Linked DNA regions of Sus scrofa: all the other regions are linked to region 1. Evidence: chromatin contacts called from public Hi-C and HiChIP or PLAC-seq data. All regions are on one chromosome and are shown on one strand. The core of a region is the stretch at or near the end of the contact, and the rest is flanking DNA. Distances in the headings are between cores, read along the strand shown.

The links. Hi-C and Micro-C count contacts between places; a contact is called where the count stands out from the background. HiChIP or PLAC-seq counts read pairs in DNA pulled down with a chosen protein or histone mark.
Region 2: an H3K27ac HiChIP or PLAC-seq map of alveolar macrophages shows a contact between it and region 1. The contact joins the enhancer-like site here to the promoter of ZEB2 in region 1. A contact is called at or near these places in 1 of 5 promoter capture datasets (fetal liver), 3 of 47 Hi-C or Micro-C datasets (embryonic fibroblasts, heart right ventricle and subcutaneous adipose tissue) and 2 of 2 datasets of contacts at active chromatin or transcription factors (alveolar macrophages and skeletal muscle).
Region 3: a Hi-C map of subcutaneous adipose tissue shows a contact between it and region 1, with 2.6 times the contacts expected there. The contact joins the enhancer-like site here to the promoter of ZEB2 in region 1. A contact is called at or near these places in 10 of 47 Hi-C or Micro-C datasets (adipocytes, embryonic fibroblasts, fetal heart ventricle and 7 more) and 2 of 2 datasets of contacts at active chromatin or transcription factors (alveolar macrophages and skeletal muscle).

What each region holds. Positions count from the first base shown.
Region 1 is chr15:7,496,625-7,500,808 of Sscrofa11.1, forward strand. ZEB2 (zinc finger E-box-binding homeobox 2) reads left to right here and starts at 2,255. Exons shown (of 10, transcript XM_021076506.1): 1 at 2,255-2,719. LOC110257199 reads right to left here. Exons shown (of 2, transcript XR_002339482.1): 2 at 2,606-2,699. LOC110257200 (a long non-coding RNA gene) reads left to right here. Exons shown (of 2, transcript XR_002339483.1): 2 at 1-302.
Region 2 is chr15:7,812,115-7,816,234 of Sscrofa11.1, forward strand. The region is part of intron 5 of GTDC1 (glycosyltransferase-like domain-containing protein 1); the gene reads left to right. Among named protein-coding and RNA genes, the nearest start is that of GTDC1, 85 kb to the left of the region's middle. Within about 2 kb of position 2,592, at least 5 of the 83 cell types and tissues checked have an H3K27ac peak or open chromatin away from gene starts, as enhancers often do. A contact at or near this core is called in alveolar macrophages, where this site is marked.
Region 3 is chr15:7,012,268-7,015,955 of Sscrofa11.1, forward strand. All of the region lies in intron 2 of LOC106506174 (a long non-coding RNA gene), which reads left to right. Among named protein-coding and RNA genes, the nearest start is that of ZEB2, 480 kb to the right of the region's middle. Within about 2 kb of position 1,709, at least 10 of the 83 cell types and tissues checked have an H3K27ac peak or open chromatin away from gene starts, as enhancers often do. A contact at or near this core is called in skeletal muscle and subcutaneous adipose tissue, where this site is marked.

The DNA.
Region 1 (4,184 bases), core at 1,005-3,504:
ACTTGTCTGTCTCTTTTTTTTTTTTTTAAGTCAGATCCTAAGTAACCTCACATTAATATACATAATAAAGACAAGTAATTTGTTAGCCTTTCAATAGGATCCTTTGACCTGAGGTTTTTGTCAGTGAGTGTGTGTCTGGGCTGGAAGCTCCAGTGGCTACCTGGGTTCCTGAGGTAGAGTATTGTCTGGAATCACTCCATGCAAGGGACAGCTTTTTCCTAGAAATGGAAGAGGAAAGGCTGAAAAGCAAACTTCTAGAGAAAGCTGGAATTGACTTTTTTTTAAATAAAAAAGTGGGAAGAGAAAGAAAAAAGGACATTAATAATAGAAATAAATCTCAGAAGAGGAAGTTGATAAGTCATATATTTATAGAGATAGAAATATTAAAAGAAATGCACAACATAAGGTGGAGAATGTGCCTGACCTCTGTTGGAAGTCTTTAGTTTTCTTTTTTTATTATTAATTTTACACTGATGATCTTGAATGCTCCTCTACAGGTAATTTATCTGTAATGGGATGGGTGAGAAGATTCTCAGTGTAATAAATACTCAAGGTGGGAAAGAAGTGAGTCTGTAACCAATAGTGAAAATGTACTTTCTTGTAGGCTAAAGTCAGAACTAGCTGTGGTCATGCTGGGTGGCTACTGCTCCCCCCCTTAAAAAAAATAAACATACAAAATACAAAGACATGCACCTCTGGGAGTGTGGATGTGGCAACTCTTGTGGTGGCTTTTCCCTCCTCTGAGTGCAATTGCCAGTGAGTCTTGCATTCAAAGTCTTGCTTTAGGCACACATTTCAAAGCACAGTTCAAAGCAGTTTATCTTAATATAAGTAAAAGTCTAGTGTTGGATCAGGGTGTTATTTGTTTCAGATTTCATCAGACTGAAAACAGGGGGCTGTAACATATTAACAATATTAAAGCAGAAAATTTTGGCATGAGGCTGCTCTTCAGTCCTCTTGACACCTCCACCTTTACCTTTGCAAGAAAGCCCAAAGGCAGTGGGACTGAAAGTTTATTTGTGCTCTGAGGTTCTCAAGCACTTTCACTCTTAAAACAACAACAACAACAACAACAACAAAAAAACCTCACAGTTCTTTAAGAAACTGAGCCTGAACCACTGGAGGCTAAGAGATTTCTTCCTTTTCCTATAAATGCCTGTGCTCAGCATCCTCAAATTTGGCTGTCTTTATTTACTTCTATATTAGTTCCAATTATGTGCAGTGTAAACCAGCTTTTTGATTAACAAAACAGCAGAGCATTGGTTAAGAACACTTAAACTTCAAAAAAAATTCCCCTGGGAAGTGGGCTCTGAATTGGTTAATAATGTGCAGTACTTGCTAAATTGCTGACTTCCAGATGTGGAAAATATCTTTCTTGTTTAGGACCTATGTAACCTGATTGGATTACGACAGAAGCGTCACGTTGGAAGCTTTTGAGTGATTATTTAATTAACCATACAGTAGAAAGCTGTATTCTCCAGGAAATCCCTTCCATATTTACATAACCAATCCCTTCAGAGCAAAGGTGGAGTCTTTTCTTTTTAATTTTACTTTAATTGCAATATCAAAAAATGTATACTCCAAAACTTAGACCCCATGCCGTTTAATATCATGCTCATCCTTCCCTGCTAAGTTCCTCTATGGCCTTTCTCCTATTCCTCCTGCCTCCCTACACACACACACACACACACACACACACACACACACTCCCTCACTTTGTAGTGAGGTCTCCGTGAGATGTAGAGAGACTCAGAGATCGAGGCAACTCAGCCCGCTATGTTAATTCACTTAGAGACCCTTTTTAAAAATGCCAAACCACTTTTTAGTATTGGGATCCAATCCAGAAATTCATCACACACACACACCCCCAACACACACCCTAAAATGCAGTTCACATGCAACATTTTTTTTTTCTGGCTCTGGCATCTAAAAAGACAAAAAAATAAGAGAAAGGGCAAAAAATTTAGTTCCAGAAGCTGTGCTGAGAAATCCACACAACTTAATGTGCATCTCAAATCTGGTCATTAGAGATATCTGTATAAGAAGAAGCGATCTGGATTGAAGAACCGGGATCTTTCCCTTTAACTTTCGCCCCTTAAGAGTTCTCCAGTTCTGTGAATGGTGTGCACCGTTTTCCGCCCTGTACTCTGTAGGATTTAGTGATGAGGAGATGAGGATAATGATGCCAAAGGCTTTACGGGGGGGGGGGGGGCGTGGAGAAGGGAGGGAGGGAGGCGAGAGGGAGGGAGAGAGGAAGGGAGGGAGGTGGAATTTCATTTCTTCCACTAAAGCGTTTGCGGAGACTTCAAGGTATAATCTATCCCAGATCCTTTCCCAGAGAGAAACTTGGCGATCACGTTTTCACATGATGCTCACGCTCAGGGCGCTTCAATTATCCCTCCCCACAAAGATAGGTGGCGCGTGTTTCAGGGTCTCTCTCTCTCCTACAGAAAAGAAAAAGAAAAAAATGTCATTAGAAGAGGCGTAACACGTCAGTCCGTCCCCAGGTTTGTGTTTCCTGGAGTGGCCGAAAGAGATCAGTTCTAACCTGCTCCGCAGGAATAACGGTCCTGCCTCCCGACACTCTTGGCGAGGTTTTGTACAGTTTGCTCCGGGAGCTGTTTCTTCGCTTCCACCTTTTTCTTCCCCACACTTCGCGGCTTCTTCATGCTTTTTCTTCTCACCATTTCTGGCCAAAACTACAAACAAGACTTCGCAGGTAGGTTTTTTTCCCCCTTTTCTCTCTTTTTATTCCTTTTTGGCATGGTCATCCCCCACCCTCCTTTCATGATTTTCTCCTTTTAAGTGAGGATGGGAGTCTGAAGTGCGAAGGAGTGTCTGTGGGTAGGAATTTCAGGTGGGTTTAGCTCCTTTACGGCAAGCTTTTCCCAAGAGTGACTTCTTGGATTTCTCTCTCACTCCCTCTCTCTCTCCTTCCTTTTCTCTTTTTTCCTCCTCCAAATAATTTGCCCTGTACCTGTCCATTCAGGTAACCAAAGGTGCCTTTTGCTACCCAGCCTAGGAAAAGTTTTATTGAGAACTATGTGGTTGGAATAAAAACTCTTCAGGGGGAGAGGTTCTGCTCTATTGTCATGTCTAATTCCAATTCATTGTATTCAGCAATTAAAACTTGGCAAATACCTGTTAATAATTACAAAACTTGATGGATACAAACCTACCAAATTCGGGAGCAAGTCTTTCTCTTAGATATGGCAGTCCAACCTTTTCTACCGAAGAAGGCTGTTTTCTAAGCAGAAAGTTGCTTGTTTTTGTCTGCTTAGCGAGTTTCATTTCTTTATTTCATTCTTTGTGTGTGTGTGTATGTGAAGTAACACCTCACTTCTGTGATGATAAATAAAGAAGTGAAAGTCCTCATGGAACTTGAGTCGTTTACCAAAGTAGTGGGGGGGGGGGTCACTACAGTTGGGAAGAAAACTGTCAGGATATTAGAGTTTTAAATTAGGGATAACTTTTGAAATTGTATTTCAAATGGCAAAGTAATATAGACATGGATTTCACAGGAGACACATACATACAAATATTCCATGCCATACTTTGGCACTGAAAAGTCAAGAGAGATAGCAGGAGTTCCCAGGAACAGTGGTGAGCCCCGCTAACATGAATGTGTTTATCTCCCACTTACTTATATATTTTACATGCTCCCCCTATAATGATGAAGGCAAGATTACTAACTCCAGAGTTAGAAATAACAGGCAAAGATAAAGTTTACAGCACAAATGCCCTGTCTCTCCCTCACACACAAATGCTCATAAAACTAGCAGCTTACTTTATTAAACATATATTTATATGCAATCGTGTGTAAGTCTCAGCATGAATACAGACAGGCCAGCTGTTTCATCCCAGATACTTGTGTGACCATTTCTTTATTTCAGGAATTTTTCCCAACAATTTCAAATCCATAGGAGAGCCAAGAAATGAGAAAATGTGTTAAAAGTCTCCCACTATGCCTAGGTTAAATTCAAGGTGCTTTCTAAATCATCCACTTCCCCTTCTTTCTGCCCACCGCCCCCCCAACCTCCACCCCTGTCAGCAAATGTGTGGAAACTGATACTCACTTTCCAGGTTTTCCGCAAAGCCTTTAGCACAGGAGACAATAGGTGCGGGACGTGGGGACTGAGTGTGCTCGGCAGAGAAAGGGTTAATGGCCCTTGTGTTACAGTTTG
Region 2 (4,120 bases), core at 1,342-3,841, 320 kb after region 1:
AAAGAAGAAATATGAATGGCCAACAGGCACATGAAAAAAGGCTCAACATCCCTAATTAGAGAAGTTCAAATCAAAACTACAGTGAGGTTCACCTCACACCATTCAGAATGACTGTTATTAATGAGTCTACAAATAACAAATGCTGGAGAAGGTGTGTAGAAAAGGGAACCTTCCTACACTGTTGATGGGAATGTAAGTTGGTTCACCACTATGGAAAACAGTGTGGAGATACCTCAGAAAACTAAATATAGAACTACTAGATGATCCAGCAGTCCCATTCCTGGGCATATATCTGGACAAAACTTTCATCGAAAAAGACACATGCACCCCTATCTTCATTACAACACTATTCACAATAGCCCAGACATGGAAACAACCTAAATGTCCATCGACAATTGAACAGATTAAGAAGATATGATACATATACACAATGGAATAATTCCCAGCCATAAAAAGAACAAAATAATGCCTTTTGCAGCAACATGGATGGAACTAGAGACTCTCATACTAAGTGAAGTAAATCAGAAAGAGAAAGACAAATACCATATGATATCACTTATATGTGGAACCTAATATGTGGCACAAACCTATCTACAGACCAGAAACAAACTCATGGACATAGAGAACAGACTTGTGGTTGCCAAGGGTGAGGGAGTGGGATGGACTGGAAATTCGGGGTTAGTAGATGCAAACTATTGCATTTGGAGTGGATAAGCAATGAGGTCTTGCTGTGTGTAGCACAGGGAACTATATCTAATCACTCGTGGAAGATAATATGAGAAAAAGAATGTATATATGTATAACTGGGTCACTTTGCTGTACTGCAGAAGTTGACAGAACATTGTAACTCAACTATAATAAAAAATAATAAAAAAAAGTAGACAGGATGGAATAGCATGGGACAATTCAAAATACCAAGTTTCCACTTGTGTGTCTGATGAAAAAGTTGGAGAAATTCTACTTAATTCAACTGTGTAGGATGTCAGCTTTGGATTTCTTTTTAAAATACCAACTCATCAAGAGTTATGTAGACCCCCAGTGGATGACTGTGAAACGTTAACAGTACAGATGCATGTGTGGCCTAATACATTTATCCAAATGTTGCCATTTATTAGCCATAAGATTTGGGGAAATTGCTTAGCTTGTGTGAGGCTCAATTTTCTTGTCTCTTAAAATGCAACAGATAATAATGCAATGGAGTTCTTTTGTGGTGAAGTGGGTTAAGGATCTGGTGTTGTCGCTTCAGTGACTTGGATTGCTGCTGTGGCGTGGGTTTGACCCCTGGCCCAGGAACTTCCTCATGCCACAGTTGCAGATAATAATGATAATTGTTATTATTATTATTATTATTATAAAGCAGTGATATTGTGAACATGAAATTAAACCAAATGAGATAAGGTATGTAAGGAGCCTGACATAATGTCTGGTACAATGTTATGCCTCATACATTGTACAGCATTTCTTTATGTGTATTTAACACTGTACAATTTTCTCTCATCCTACATTACCTCATCTTTCAATTGAAACTCAGTAGCGATCAAGAAAGGTGGTGATAACATCTTTCTTAAACATGAGAAGGTTGAGTTTCAGAGAGTGATTAGTTCAGTATCATATGGCTATTTATGCTTAGGTTTTCTGATTCCTAGACCAGAAGCATTAGCCTTTTACCCACTTTATTTAAACTTCTAACTTCCTCATACACTTCTTTAAGTTTCTAGCTATAGGTTTAAGGGGTTAAGGGAGCCAGTGCTTTAATGGAATTCTTGATGCTTTTAAGTCTGTGTGCAAATGAAATAGCCTACTTAAAGGCTTTGGAAAATAATTTCAAATGCTAAACAAACACATGAAATTTAAATTTTAAAAAATTATTTTGTTATCACATTTATTTTCTTAATAATCACATTTTCTTTATTTTGTGGTAAATCAGAAACATCTAGAAAACCATCAGTTCCAAAAAAGAAAAGAAAAACTTCCTATAGTCATTTTTCTGTTCTAGTTACTGTATTAGCCTTGTTCAAATATTCTCTTAATGGCAAATTCTGTATTGCTCCTAAGGCTTTTGTTGAAGAATTCCTGAGAATTATAGCTCCCTATTTTTTGTTGGAGGAACTAATTTTATTAACATGTGGCAATTAAACTGACACTAGGAATTATGAGCAAATAATGTAGGGCACTGCAACATTGCAAGATTATCTTTTTTTTTTTTTTTAAGTTCACTGAAAGAAAACATTTCCAATAACTGTTAACAACTGTAGAAAATCTTGTGAAAAATTGATGGAAAGTACTCCACTCTTCTGCCATACCTGGGATTTAAAAAAGAAAGTTTGGACCACATATATACAGGATACCCCCCTCTACCTCTGTAAACTTCCTTCAATGTAAAGAGCTCAGGCAGGTGTTATTAATAAAAAATAATAATAAAAAACCCTTCTATTTTAAATAAGGATGCTAGTCTGCCAGCTTTGAAGCTCACACATACTCTCTAACTTATCCCAGCTTTTGCTCATCTGGTCTGTAAATGGCTCCTTTCATGTGGTCAGCCCACGAGTCGTGCGTAGTGCCGCTCAATCACGCCACTGTACGTCGCCATCATGAGGGTGGTTTGCATGATTTGCATTTCCTGTACTGTTTGAGCTTCAATGAGCTCCAAGCGCCACGTATGAAGAAACCACTGCCAAATAATGCAATGATTTTAGTCGAACCAGATGAGCTTGTGCTGGAGTCAGACTACCAAGTGGAGTTGGGAGGGGAAGGGGTGTTGTCAAGATTTCCTGTTAAAAAGGATTGCTCAAGATGTCCATACATGCAAGATGTGAATTTCTTAGCAAATCTGGCCATGGAATATAAGAAGGTTACTTTTAGGAAGATACGGCCGAAGTGCTGTGGTAAATAACCATATATATGTTAGTCTTAGAAAATTCAGTGTTTTATATTTTAGTGAACATCATGATGCCAATGTAATTATTTATTGTGACAATAATACATTTTGATGACATTAATTTCTAACCATACAGAGTTAAATTTAGCCAAAATTAAATTGATTATATTGATTACTTGTCCCCTTGTCCTGTGAAAGAAAGCTTATATTTTATTAAAAAGATGATCGATAAATGCTGTCGGACAACTATGACAGAAATGGCATAGTAGTGGGCCAATGAATAGCTACTAAAGTGGGGAAGGGAGGAAAAAAAAAAAAAAAAAAAAAAAAAACCTTGTACCAGATACTAGTCTTCATGAAAAACATAGACAGATGGGGAGACAGACCTATATGATGCCACAAATAGATGAATATCTTGTAAGGATTTCAAGCAAATGTTGAATGATCCAGTGAAATTTTAAAAGTTGGTTTAAAAGTATATCTTCTGCTTAAAATAGTGTTTATTCTGCTCACCTGAAACCCAACCTGTAAATTGTGCATGAAATGTTTTATCAATATTCGGCAAAAATAATATAGACTGAAACTATATAATGACAGAGGTATTAAAAAGCATCTCAGTAATATCATCACTTTAATTTTCTTAGACGTCTTGTACTCAGATATGCTATCATAATACCTGCAAGAAAAACCAGCAGTAATTCTGTTAACCATTAATTAATAATAGTCTCAAAAGTTTCCATTCTTGAATAGAGACAATTGAAGGATACTCTCTTTTCCTATATAATGTATATGTCATAAAAATGTACCTAATAACTAGCTGTGGATGCTACTCTATAGTTTAGTACCAGTTCACTTGATTATATCATACCAGTTAATCAGTGTCTATCATGTGTCCCCAACAGCAGTTTTAAAATATTCTAAAGGGGAGCTTCGAAGCTATAGGTACTTAATTGAGGAAATTACTGTGCTATTATTTATATTAAGAAAAGGTAGGAACCTTATCTGGATGAAAAAATAATGTATTATTATATGTATCATAAAATGGTTTTGCAGGTTGCATCTATCTTGCAGTCATCTATGCCTGAAGACATTCTTGTGTGATGAGGATTGGAGTGTTAAAGGCTCCTCTTTACTTTTTAATTCCTTTTTATACTTTACTTGCTAATTTCCACTTTTAACACTAATCTTACATTGGTATATGACTTAATCCTTATCTAATGTTCAGTTTGGCACTTTCAGATT
Region 3 (3,688 bases), core at 459-2,958, 480 kb before region 1:
ATCTTACTTTCATAGAGATGCTGAGTCTAGATTTACCACTATACACAGCCAAGAAATATTGTGTTGATGAGGTCAATATCAAATAGCTACAACAGATAACAGTTGTTGAATTCGTAGCATGTGTCATCATTATACTATTAGTGATATATTTATACTAACTCTTTCCACCCCCCAACAACCAAATTAAGTTTTAATTATTCCATAGTACAGATGAGAAAACAGAGGCTTAGAGAAGATAAACCATTTGCCCCAGGTCCCACAGCCAGCTGGGACTGAAACCTAGGTTCTTTGCCCTTAGTCATAGGTTCCCTTAACCACCATACTCAACTTGGGACAAATAGAGCACTTCCCCAAATACCAATGGAATTCTTGTATTTGTCTTTATCTCCTGTCCAAGTCCAGAATGAGAGAAAAAAGTGTCTTCTCTCTGCCAACAATACCACTAACATTGCTACATTGACATTATTCAGCAAATTGCTTTCACTTAGTAAGCATGGTGAGAACTCTCTGCCTAAACATTAGAGACAGTTTTCCAAAAAGCACACATCCAAAAAAGTTAAAAGTAGTAGAAGAGGTGGAATTTATTATTATTAATTCCACTTCAAGATTTATTTCAAGACTCAACTGACTCTATTTCAGTGTTGGACACCAGAACAGAATCCAATTAGCCTGGCTGTTACTCAGCATTGATGCTCAGACTTACCCTATGTGAGTCCTTGCGGTGGGACACAATTTCAGAAAGTTGAGTGTTCAAAGGAATGTTACTTCTGCAAACAGCATTTTTAATGTCAAAGGATAAAGCATCACAGTTGTGGGGAAAGTTGTTGTACATCTACCAGGAAAATATTCCTCAGCTACCCAGTCGGTCACTCCCTTTGCCTTTGGCTATTTGGATAGATTTTAGTCTATATTAAAATACCCACAAGATCTCCAATCTTAATTATAAAGCTTGAGAAAAAATGTCCAGTGAAAGTCATTTTCAGGCATAAATCAAGAATCTCTCTTTAACTCCTCTGCCTCAAAATTTACGTAACTGTGAGAGCAAAGAAATCAAATGATAAAAAAATGCCAGATACTACAGATTAGAAATGAAAAGTAAACTATCCGCGTGCCAGTTTCTTGCTACAAGTTTCACTGGATACCAAAATCAATGTAACTGAGAGAAGATGTGGCATGGAGAGAAAAATCTCCCAGGATAATCAAGGGATATATTCCCAAGTCTATTTCCCCCCACAGAACTGTTTTGTTTTCTCACATCAATGAGACAGAATAAAATGTGGATCCCATGATCAAGCTGGCAGAAGTCATGCTCCCTACCTGGATGCTCGAAAATTGTAAATCACAACTTTACAAGGATTTAACTTTTCCCTTTCCAAAATAATCAAATATTGTGGTGAGGGGGCCACTAATCATGACAAAAAATATACTGCAAATTCTTTCTTTTTGTGCCAAGTCCAATAAGTTCTCTGAGCGAAATTAAATGCACGATCTTATTCCAAACCACAGCTTCCCTTGGGGATGTGCAAATCTCAAGTGGGGGCTGAAAGGCCAGTTGTATCAAAGCCCAGGGTTACACCCATTTTTTTCAAGTTTCTTTCTTTTTTTTTTTTCTTTCCCTTTTTTAACTACTGCCTGTAGTATAAACGGCTCGGGCCCCTCTGCTTTCAAGCCTTCGTAGTCAAATCAGTGCTTCATACTTTCCACATTCTGCCTCTAAAAAGTGGGCCAGTCCCTGACTTCTCTTAGTTTCTCACAGTTTTTGTTTATTTTAAGAGAGTCTCTGCTGAACTCCAGGGAAGAGAGGGGAAAAAAAAAAAAAAAAAAGGAGAGAGAGGAATCCGTTATGTTGTAAGCAATTACTGGCTCCATCTCTTAGATCTGCAATATCACAGGAATTAGAGATGGAAAAGACCCATTAGGTCATCCTGTAAACCCCGTGCCAGCACAGTGCTATTCCCTACTGTAGATTATCTCTTCTGAGAGTCTTTAATATGTTGAAAGGGTAGCCAATGCTAACAGGGTTTTACTTTATTTCTTTTGCTGCTTTGTGCTGTTCAGTCTATAACATGCCATTTCTATAGATGGGTCTAGGATGACTCCTCAAAAGACATTTGACTGCCCATGAAGAATTAAAACAACATTTATGCTATCCGATAACTATGTTCTGTAAGTTCAGCATGGAAGCATCCATAAAAACACATTTTGGAGAGCCAGTGTTTAGTCCCAGGGATGGAAATGCTACATATAAAACAATTTTACATAGACATATTCTATATGTGTCATGTATTATACCACAAATATAACTGTGTGAGTGTGTATAGATGTTCCTATAAAGTGCGTACAAATACTATCATTACCCCAGAGTGTTTGTTTCCTCAAAGTCGTGCCAAATGCTGCATAATTCAAGAAATGTTATCCAAAATATTTAAGGTTATGTTTCTCACAATTTTCTTCTTATCTCTCTTAAGTCACACATTTTAAATGTCAACTTGCATAGAGAAATATTTAATTTCAAAGATATTCCTCCATTGGGAAACTCTTTTAACTCTTCCTTAAGTAGTTTTTTTTTTTCCTTCTTCTTCTTCTTCGTCCTTATCCTAAGATAATGAAGTCCTTTGGTTTACTTTTTACATGCCAACCTAGGAAGCCTGACCTAACAGACTACCAGTCCCATCCCTCGGGAAAAGAAATACAACGGGAGGGCCGCCCTGCGTGAAGAAGGAACACGCCGTGTGTTCTTATGTGGCTTCCATCTTAATTCACTGTCCTTGAAGGCTATCTAGAGAAGATCAAATGAATAATACTATTTAAGATCATACCATTTTTGGCTGGGATCATCACCAACACTGATAGAATATGTATTTTTTCTTACATTCTCAGCTATATAGTATTTTCTAGGTATAATGCAGAATATATTTTCATTTTTAATATGTTTAATAAGTTGACCCATTTTCATTATGTGTGGTAGAGAAAAGTTATTTCTCACAGCTCTCCTAGGAGGCAGGATGGCTTAGTAATGAAGAATCTGGAGTATGAACTCTTTACAAGTATGATTGTGGACACTACCAGCTACCTTCTATGCAATCAGTGGTTTATATAATACTCTTCAAGAAAAATAATCTAATTTACCCCCAAACCAATGTATATGATAGAGGGATTCAGTTTACCCTGTGTAGTTGAAAGAGTACAACTAAATTAGAGAACTTTAGAAAGTTTGGGCTCCAAAACCCATCAGGTTCTTCCTCATCCTTGCTGGGGAAGCCTTATGAGCTTGTTTCCCCCTGACAAGAGCTTTCCTCTTAGGTCCCTAGGAACATCCCTTCCCTTCAAAGGGGTTCTCTCTGACCACTCTGGCTAATTGGGATCCCCCACTGAGCCACTTACAGAACTCTCCTTATTTAGCTCTAATAAGAATCAAGTATTGCATTGTTCATTTATAGTTTAGCCAGGTCCCTAAAGAGGGACTTGGTTCTAGGGTTAAGGGCATGGGCTCTAAAACCATCATCCCTGCCACTTACTAGCTGCTTCTCTTTGGCAAGTTAACTTGCACTCTCTCCCTTACCTGTAAATGAGGAAGACAATTTCCACTTTACAGGCTTGTCTTGAGGAGTAAATGAGTGAAAACATGTAAAGGCTGTGGTAATTAATATGTAGCATGCTCCCAGTAAATATTAGGACTACTGTTTTA